Linked DNA regions of Pan troglodytes: region 1 is linked to region 2. Evidence: chromatin contacts called from public HiChIP or PLAC-seq data. All regions are on one chromosome and are shown on one strand. Each heading gives the region's core, a stretch centred on a gene start, on an enhancer-like site or on the middle of the called end of the contact. The rest is flanking DNA. Distances are from core to core; before and after follow the strand shown. Region 1 holds the start of ZNF564 (zinc finger protein 564). Region 2 holds the start of LOC468730 (zinc finger protein 763-like).

The links. HiChIP or PLAC-seq counts read pairs in DNA pulled down with a chosen protein or histone mark.
Region 1: an H3K4me3 HiChIP or PLAC-seq map of stem cell-derived excitatory neurons shows a contact between it and region 2, with 7 times the contacts expected there. The contact joins the promoter of ZNF564 here to the promoter of LOC468730 in region 2. A contact is called at or near these places in 1 of 7 Hi-C or Micro-C datasets (stem cell-derived neural progenitor cells) and 1 of 1 datasets of contacts at active chromatin or transcription factors (stem cell-derived excitatory neurons).

Annotation. Positions count from the first base shown.
Region 1 is chr20:15,244,516-15,249,042 of NHGRI_mPanTro3-v2.0_pri, forward strand. It overlaps ZNF564 (zinc finger protein 564), which reads right to left and starts at 3,167. Exons shown (of 4, transcript XM_512406.7): 1 at 2,942-3,167. The coding sequence starts at 2,944.
Region 2 is chr20:14,650,073-14,654,410 of NHGRI_mPanTro3-v2.0_pri, forward strand. It overlaps LOC468730 (zinc finger protein 763-like), which reads left to right and starts at 2,219. Exons shown (of 5, transcript XM_016935132.4): 1 at 2,219-2,345. The coding sequence starts at 2,343.

The DNA of each region.
Region 1 (4,527 bases), core at 1,917-4,416, 600 kb after region 2:
TTGTATTTCTAGTAGAGACCGGGTTTCACCGTGTTAGCCAGGATGGTTTCGATCTCCTGACCTTGTGATCCACCCACCTCAGCCTCTCCAAGTGCTGGGATTAAAGGCGTGAGCCAGGGCGCCCGGCCTATTTTTTGTATTTTTTAGTAGAGACGGAGTTTCACCGTGTTAGCCAGGATGGTCGCGATCTCCTGACCTCGTGATCCACCTGCCTTGGTGCTGGGATTACAGGCGTCAGCCATTGCGGCTGGCAAGACATTTGTATTCTATAGCTTAAACATGAAAAGCACATTTATCTATCCCTTTCAGACAATAGAGACCTCACATTATTATTACTTCCATGACAACTTCTTTACTAATATTTAATTCACTAATATTTAATATTTCAAAGTCCCATCTGATAGGATTTAGCATTAATCACCAAAGTCCAGATGAAAGGATACAGAACAGTTATCCATTACGACAAAATCTCTGCCCTGCAAAGGAGAAGATATTTTAGAGAATCTCTGTATTTCACCAATTAATGTGGAAATGTATTCGTTTCTCTGTAGCCATAATGGAAGACTGAATTTCCCTACTTATCTGAGATTCTTATCCCCAGTAGCATTCTCAAGGCTAAGTTCTGGGATTGATCTGAAATCACCCAAAAGAAGAAAACAGACCTGAGAAACCTACCATACATGTTGTGGAGAAGAAACTACACAAATAAGATTTTTTAACAAATTGAATGTAAGACTAGATAATTGTTTTCCCTCAAATCTACTTTCTGCCTCTTTCTCCCCCTTATGACCCTCCCTTTGTAAACACTTTATCTTGTCTTTCAAGCACTACTGATAAAATACATTTTACATTTAATAAAAAACAGGATCAAATAAGGAAATAAACCTTTTCAAGGGTTTACAAACCCAGGGAGAGGCAATGCTGACCTGGAATACAGACATTTATCTGATTCCAATGTCAGGTGAGGTCACCCTATCCCCCAGGACATCTCCCAGCCCCACCCTGGCTCACTGAGTGCTCAGTGACCAACCTCCCTGAAGACAGTGAATTGTGCCCTGCTCAGTCTGCCCCAAGCGCATTTTAACTTTCAGGTTCTCGCACCATTTCAATGGAGTAGGTTTTCCTTCTCCTTTGAGATAGTTCACTAGACTAAAAACAATCCAGAGGTCAGGAATCATTTGTGTCTTTTCCTCTCAGTAACAGCCTAAGATTGGGTAACCATCAATGTGTCCCTAAGGAACGGAAACTGGGGTTGAGGAAGAAAAGCTGAGCGTCCCAAAGGGTAAACTTTTCAGAGGAAGGGGATACCGGGAGACTCCTCCCACCTCAGGGCATGCAGCTGCTCCCGTGAGAGGCCCCACCCCTACACCTTAAGCTGTCCTCTGGGAGGAGTGACCCAGGGGTTGATAATCACTAGATCCTCCAAGAGAAGTGGCAGCTGTGGGTATCCTGGGTCAGGCCCAGGCAGTTCTGAAAATCAGGACCAGGAAAAGATAGAGGGCCACATCACCTTGTAAAGTTTCCAAAGGGGAAGCTCCACCCAAAGACATTTTGATTAGGCGTTGGGGCTTAGGAAAGATAAAAGGAGGGGAAGCACAAAAATTTTTTACCACGGCCGGGCGCGGTGGCTCACGCCTGTAATCCCAGCACTTTGGGAGGCCGAGGCAGGCGGATCACCTGAGGTCGGGACTTCGAGACCAGCCTGGCCAACATGGAGAAACCCTGTCTCTACTAAAAATACAAAATTAGCCGGGCATGGTGGCGCATGCCTGTAATCCCAGTTACCCGGGAGGCTGAGGCAGGAGAATCGCTTGAACCCAGGAGGTGGAGGTTGCAGTGAGCTGAGATCGCGCCATTGCACTCCAGCCTGGGCAATAAGAGCGAAACTCTGTCTCAAAAAAAAAAAAAAAATTCTTTTTTTTACCGTAGAGTGTTAGGTTCTTATTTTCTGTTTCCCTCTCAGGTTACAAGTACACAAACAAGAGGCCGGGCGCGGTGGCTCACGTCTGTAATCCCAGCATTTTGGGAGGCGGAGGTGAGCGGATCACCTGAGGTCTGGAGTTTGAGACCAACCTGGGCAACATGGAGAAACCCAGTCTCTACCAAAAGTACAAAAAGTAGCCGGTCGTGGTGGCGCATGCCTGTAATCCCAGTTACTCGGGAGGCTGAGGCAGGAGAATTGCTTGAACCTGGAAGGCGAAGGTTGCAGTGAGCTGAGATCTTCCCACTGCACTCCAGCCTGGGCGACAGAGCGAAACTCTGTCTGAAAAGAAAAAAAAAACAACAAACAGAAAACAAATCCTTTCAAAAGAGTATGGTGAAAGAAACTATAAACAACTAAAATACTGTGTCTTAAATGTCAAACAAAAAACAGCTGATAATGTTGATTTGGCGAGGGGAGGTCACCTTTGGGAATGCGGGGAAGGAACCGGAAATTTAGGCATTTATTCCCAGCCCCAGAAAAAGCTAGGCTAAAAAAAAACGGGAGTCGTAGGTTTGAGATTCTTTTTCCAGTACGTTTGGAAGACTCGGAGGAAGACCATTCCCCCGGAAAAAAAGAGGATGTACTGGGAAGGCCACAGCCCACAGCTCTTCCCATGCACGAACCGCACACCCGAGACGGGATTCCGCCTTATGACCCTCCCGTGTCCCAGCACAAACAATCCGGAGAGAGGCGGGGCTGCGGGCGCGGAGCTGCCCAGAGAGGGCTCCGAGGCCGGGGCCGCAGTCGCCGCGCAGGGACGGGACAGGACGCCCGAGGTACTGGCTACGGCCCAACCCACCCTGCGGCCGAGGGGACAGAGGGCCGAGCTGCGCCAGGGAACTCGGGTCCCAGACCCTGGAGTCGCTGCAGGGAGGCCAGGGTGCTTCCACAGCCGGTTCCGGCCGGTTCCCACAAGCCCCTCCCCCAGTCTCCAGGCGCCCGGCCCCGCACACGCACCATTTCCTGGCTTCCAGGGTGTCCCAGGGTCCTGCCTACGGCTCTCTCCGGCCTGTGCAGGTCCCAGCGAGCCAGACGCTGCGGTGGAGCCACCGGGGCCACTGGAGAAGCGGAGACCGGAACCCAAACGCAGTGGACACGAAACAGGAAGACCCCGCGGAGTTGTTGAACGTTGCCCCCCGTCCCCCTTGCAGAGTTCCTGATTGGATGGTTTGCAGGTCCCCGCCCTAGTGCCCCTGATTGGGTGATGATTCAAGTCCTGCCCCCTTGGTACTGAGTGACAGGAGAAGCAATGCGGTATGTGGCTGAGTAAAGACAGATTGACAGGGTCTTGGCCACTGCCCTTCGCGGGCTGGGCTTCCTCCCTCTGTAACCTTCTGTGCCGGGGAGGTTATTTGCATTTAAGCAGAAAGTGTTTCAGGCTCTGCAGAGGTGACACTGGCGTGTTTCTGCACTCAGGGTGCCCTTCCTGCCTTTTCCTCCCGGACACAGAGTCACAAGTGTGCATAGGGAATGACAGACTCGGCGTCCAGTGGAGCCATCCCCTGGCCTCGGAGTAGGAGGCGCGCCCAGGCCAGGCCAGACCACAGTGTAACAGGAGGGAGGAGGGCTTGCTTCTTTCAGGCAAGAAAATTAAAACGGACAAAGAAATAAAAGTATTAAATGTATAGGAAAAACTGGAGTTTTTGTGACAGCGATCATCTATAAAGAAACCAAGAGAAGTAAGCAAACATTTGAACTAGCTCAGACAAGCAGCCTGCTTCACCCGCAGTTCACAAGGAAAACCCACAATCATAACGTTAAAAATATTCCCAAGCGCCGGGCGCGGTGGCTCACGCCTGTAATCCCAGCACTTTGGAAGGCCAAGGTGAGAAAATTGCTTAAGGTCAGGAGTTCAAGACCAGCCTAACCAGCATGGTGAAACCCCATCTGTACTAAAAATACAAAAATTAGCCAGGCGTGGTGGCAGGTGCCTGTAATCCCAGCAACTCGGGAAGCTGAGGTACGAGAATCGCTTGAACCCGGGAGGGGGAGGTTGCAGTGAGCCGAGATAGCGCCATTGCACTCCAGCCTGGGCGACAGAGCGAGACTAAAAAATGAAATATGAAATGAAATGAAATAATGAAATGAAGAAATGAAATATAAAATAAAATAATCCCAAGCTTGGGACCCAGACTCTAACTGCTGAAATGGAACCCCAGTGTGGATCAGAACCTGGTGATGAGACAGGGACACTTAAGAATTCAACTTTGGGAGCTCAAGGTGCCCTCCAGTCCTCTCCTCACAGTGTGGAAACACTCTTTCCTTCAAAACCTTCATTTGTACCAGCAGGAAACTCTCACCCGAAGTCAATGTAAAGTCATGACCTAAATAAACTGTCATGTTCCCAAACCTTTTCTCCAGGGGACAATGCAAACAAGTTTTTCACTGAGCCTGACCTTCACAGATTTTCTTCATGTATACAAATTACAGCCTGACCTCAGCGACCCCATGAATGCTAAAACCAAAACACTGTCCAGGAAATGGCCCCAGGCGCCAAAGGTACAACCTCAGAAAAGACAGAACCCTCCACCCCCAACCCAACC
Region 2 (4,338 bases), core at 969-3,468:
GGGGTGGTTTCACCAGGGGCTTTTTCCATTGACTGCAAGGAGGTCATCCCGCCTGGTAAATCCTCAGTAGGCCAAGCCTCTTATGTGGCGGAATGATCCAGTCCATGAGGAAATATCACCACCTGTTATGTTTTACAATTAGACCATCCAAGGGGGTCAGGGTTTCCCCAGGTAGTTTGGTGAGAGAGAGAGAGAGAGAGAGAGTGTGTGTGTGTGTGTGTGTGTGTGTGTGTGTGTGTGTTTTGAGACAGTGTCTTGCTGAAGTGCAGTAGCCTGATCATAGCTCACAGCAGCCTCAAACTTTGAGGCTCAAGTGATCCTCCTGCCTCAGCCTCCTGACTAGCTGAGACTATAGGTACACGCCACCTCTCCAGGCTAATTCTAAACAAAGATGTATGGAGTTGGGAGTGTCTCACTTCACTGCTCAGGGTGATCTCCAACTTCTGTCTTCAAGTGCTCCTCCCACTTTGGCCTCCCAAAATATTGGGATTACAGGCGTGAGCCATGGTATCCGGCCTCCCAGGCTGTTGTTGAAAGGTTTTTGCAATCTCTCAGAGTTATGCAGCAGTTTATTCCCTGACAGTGATACTCTCATCCTTTGACCCCATTTTGCAGCAGTGGTTGAGCGTTCACTTTTCTTTCCATAAGGGGGCGAGCTTGCCGGTGACTCTCTCCCCCCTCCTCATCAATGACTTCTTTGTCATCAGAGCCTTCCTCTTCATAAATTCCCACAGAATCCAAGTTTTCACGTCCCAATCGGGCTTAGTTATGATAGCCACAGGCCCACACCAGCTGCCACAGCACCCCCATCCCATGGAAACCACCCGACTCTCTTCTCCCCAAGCGTCCTGTCCCGGGAGCCCCCATCTCTGCTCTCCCGGGCTCCGGGCCCTAGATCCGCTCTGCTGTAGAGCCCAGTTCCCAGGGTAGCTCCCTCCACCTGTCCACATCCAGCTCCAGCTCTCCACCCTCTCTCCAACCAGCCAGGCCTGGAGTTGCTGCAGTGTCACTGACCAGGGGACCCTCAGCTGCCACCTCCACCGCGATCTGAAAGTCTTTTAAATGCACTTAAGTTATCTTAGAATTTTCCTCGCCCATTTTATACATAAACAGGAGGAGAGCAGGGGTTTGAGGGTGTTTGTCTCATAGAACTGATCAGTCGGGTGAGAAGTAGCTGAATAACCTGCAGGGGGCAGCAGAGCCCCAGGCCAGTGACTCCACGCTGAGGCCAGTGTGGATCCTGCAAAGGAAGAGAAATTCTCGAGAGATTCCCTGGGGTCTTCCCGGGCAGCCCGCCCTCCCCTACAAGTGGCCTCCAGCCGCTCAGATCAGCTCCAGAAGGAGTGTGGATTCCGAGAAGCTGCAGAGCCCTGGAAAGCAGAAGAGACGTGCAGACGCCTTTGTGGGGTTCTGTCCTTTATGGTGTTGTACCTCTGGAGCCTGGGACTGTCTTCTGGGCAGGGTTTGGGGTTTGACACGCATGGGGTCGCTGGAGGCAGAGTTGTTTGTATATATAAAGAGAATGTGTGAATATCAGGCTAGAGACAGAATTGTTTGGGGGCGACACCTGGATAAAGGGTTCATGAAGTTGACAGTTTATTTAGGTCAGAAGGTTAAATTAACCCCAGGTGAGAGTTTCCTGCTGGTGAAAATGAAGATCTGGAAGCAGGGAGCATTTTCACACTGTGAGGAGGGGATGGGGGTGTGTGAGCAAGGCTTGGCCATGCCTCATTCCCAATTCCGGCCCGCTCAAGGACATGTGCCTCTCCTGGTGCAGTCGTGCCTGGCCTGGTCTCGGTTCCCCTGCTGCTCTGAGGCCAGCAGATGGCTCCTATGGACACTGAGTCTGAAATTCCCTGCACACTCCTGTGACCCCGTGCAGAACGAAGGAGCGGGGAAAATCCCTTGAGTGAGGAAGACGCTAGTGTTCTCTTATATCTGTAGCAAGTCTGGCTGAAATGCAAATATCCAATAATCAGAGTACAGGAAGCACCTCGCCCTTAGAGAAGCTGTGGCTAGAATCCGTCAAGTCAGTCTGGCTCTGCCGGGCCTGATACCCAAGGCTTCCGCTGTCACTCAGAAGTGAGGGGCGGGGCCTAGCATTCCATCCAATCAGAGGTGCTGGGGCAGGGCCCTGCCCATTGTTTATCCAGGCACAGAGTGGGTCGCATTCCTGTCCTCACCTTTGTCCTTGCGCAGCCGGTGGTTGATATCCGCTGTATCCATCCCCGAGAGGGACCTGGTGCCTCTACCCGGGTGTCTATCGCTCTGTCTCCTGCGCTGTGCCCTGCTGTAGTCACAGGAGCTGTAGAGAGGACCCCAGGACATCTGAAAGCCAGGAAATGGTGCGTGTGCATGGCCGGTTGTCCCAAGACGGGGTAGAGGCTGCCTGGCACCGGCCGGAACCGGCTGCGGCGGGACCCGGGCTTCCCTGCGGGCGACTCCAGGGTCTGGGACCGAGTCCTCCTGGAGCTGCTCGGCCCTCGGTCCCCTCGGCCGCTGGATGGGGCGGGGCTGGGCTGGCAGCCGGGACCCCGGGTGTCCTGTCCTGTCCCTGCGCGGTGACTGCGGCCCCGCCCCTGAGCCCTCTCTGGGCAGTTCCGCGCCCGCAGCCCCGCGTCTCCCCAGATTGTGCGGAAGCCACGGGAGGGTCATGGGGGAAATCCCGACTCGTGTGTAGGGTTCGTGCGTGGGAGGAGCAGTGGTCTGTGGGGCCCCCAGTTCCCACTTTCTCCTGTTAAAAATGAAGCTGAAGTACATTAACAATTAAAGAGTTCATTTGAGCAAACAGCAATTCAGTAATGAGAACCACCCAGTCCTGGCTTGTGGTTTGTCAACTGAAAAAGCCAAACAATGTAAAATAAAGTTTATTCGTAGCCAAATAGGAGAGACCTTGGCAAGGGAAACACAACCCCAAGAAGCCTATAGTGAGTGGTCCCGAGGCGGCTCAAGACAATTTGGTTTTATTCATTTCAGAGAGACAGGAATTGCAGGGAAAATCATGAATTAGTGCCTGGAAGGTGTAAGTTCCATTGGCAGAAAGGGCGGGACCTGTGGAAGGGGGGTTAGAAGGCACAGGTGGTTGAGGGATTCTGTAGGTGGCCGCTGGTTGAGAGTGTGAAGCTTTGTCTAAAGTTTGGAGGAGGTAGGAAGGAATGCTGAAGGAAGGGGGTCTGTTATCTGCCACTTGATTCCATCCCAGCCAAAAAACAGTCCTGTTTCTCTAGATTTTATGAATTCCAAGGCATGACTTACCCTTACCTGGCGTGGCCTTAGGTCTTGTTTGTAATTTGGTATCTTCTTGCCACAAGGAGTCTGTTTTTCCAGTTAGATAATGTCTGTTTTTACATGAATGTGCGTCAGTTGCTGCATGTAAACTCCTAAAGGGAGAGGGTATAAGGAGACCTGTCTCACCTCCCATCCTGTCATACAGAGGCACTCAATTTTCAGGGTTTTTTGGGGGTTCCCTTAGCCAAGAGCCAGTCACTTCACTTACCTGGGAAGGTACTTTGTTTGTTTTTGTTTTTGTTTGAGACAGAGTCTCCTTCTGTCGCCCAGGCTGGAGTGCAATGGCTGGATCTCAGCTCACAGCAGCCTTTGCCTTCTGGGTTGAAGCAATTCTCCTGCCTCAGCTTCCTGAGTAGCTGGGATTACAGACATGCATCACCATGCCTGGCTAATTTTTGTATTTTTAGTAAAGATCGGGCTTCACCATGTTGGCCAGGCTGTTCTCAAACTCCTGACCTCAAGTGATCCACCTGCCAAGGCCTCCCAGAGTGCGGGGATTACAGATGTGAGCCACCTCGCCTGGCCGCAAGGTATGTTTTTAAGTTTGCAGGTTGAAGACTGGGCTTTTATAAGGTACATGAGGAGACAAATGAGATAAATGCCTGATTGGTTGCAGAGATGCAGTTGCCTTATTTGGACTTGTCACTCCGAAATAATCGAAAGGTTCAGATTTCAGTTGGAAGAGTTTATTCAAGCAGAAAGATAGCAATGGCCCAAACAGGAAAAACACAGACTCTAGAGAGAAGGATTCAGTCCTCCAAAATTGGAAGTTAAGTTCTGGCTTTATATTACCCGGAAAAGAGGTCCTCATCAGCCCCCAAGAGGGTTCTTGGATCTCACACAGGAAGGAATTCAAGACAAGTTGCAATGTACAGTGTGTAGAGAGTTTATTGAAAGCTACTCTGGGCCAGCATGATGGCTTAGGCCTGTAATTCAAGCACTTTTCAAGGCCAAGGCGGGAGGATCACTTGAGCTCAGGAGTTCGAGACCAGCCTGGGCAACATAGCGAAACCCCTTGTCTTCCAAAAATAACAAAAATTAGCCGGGTGT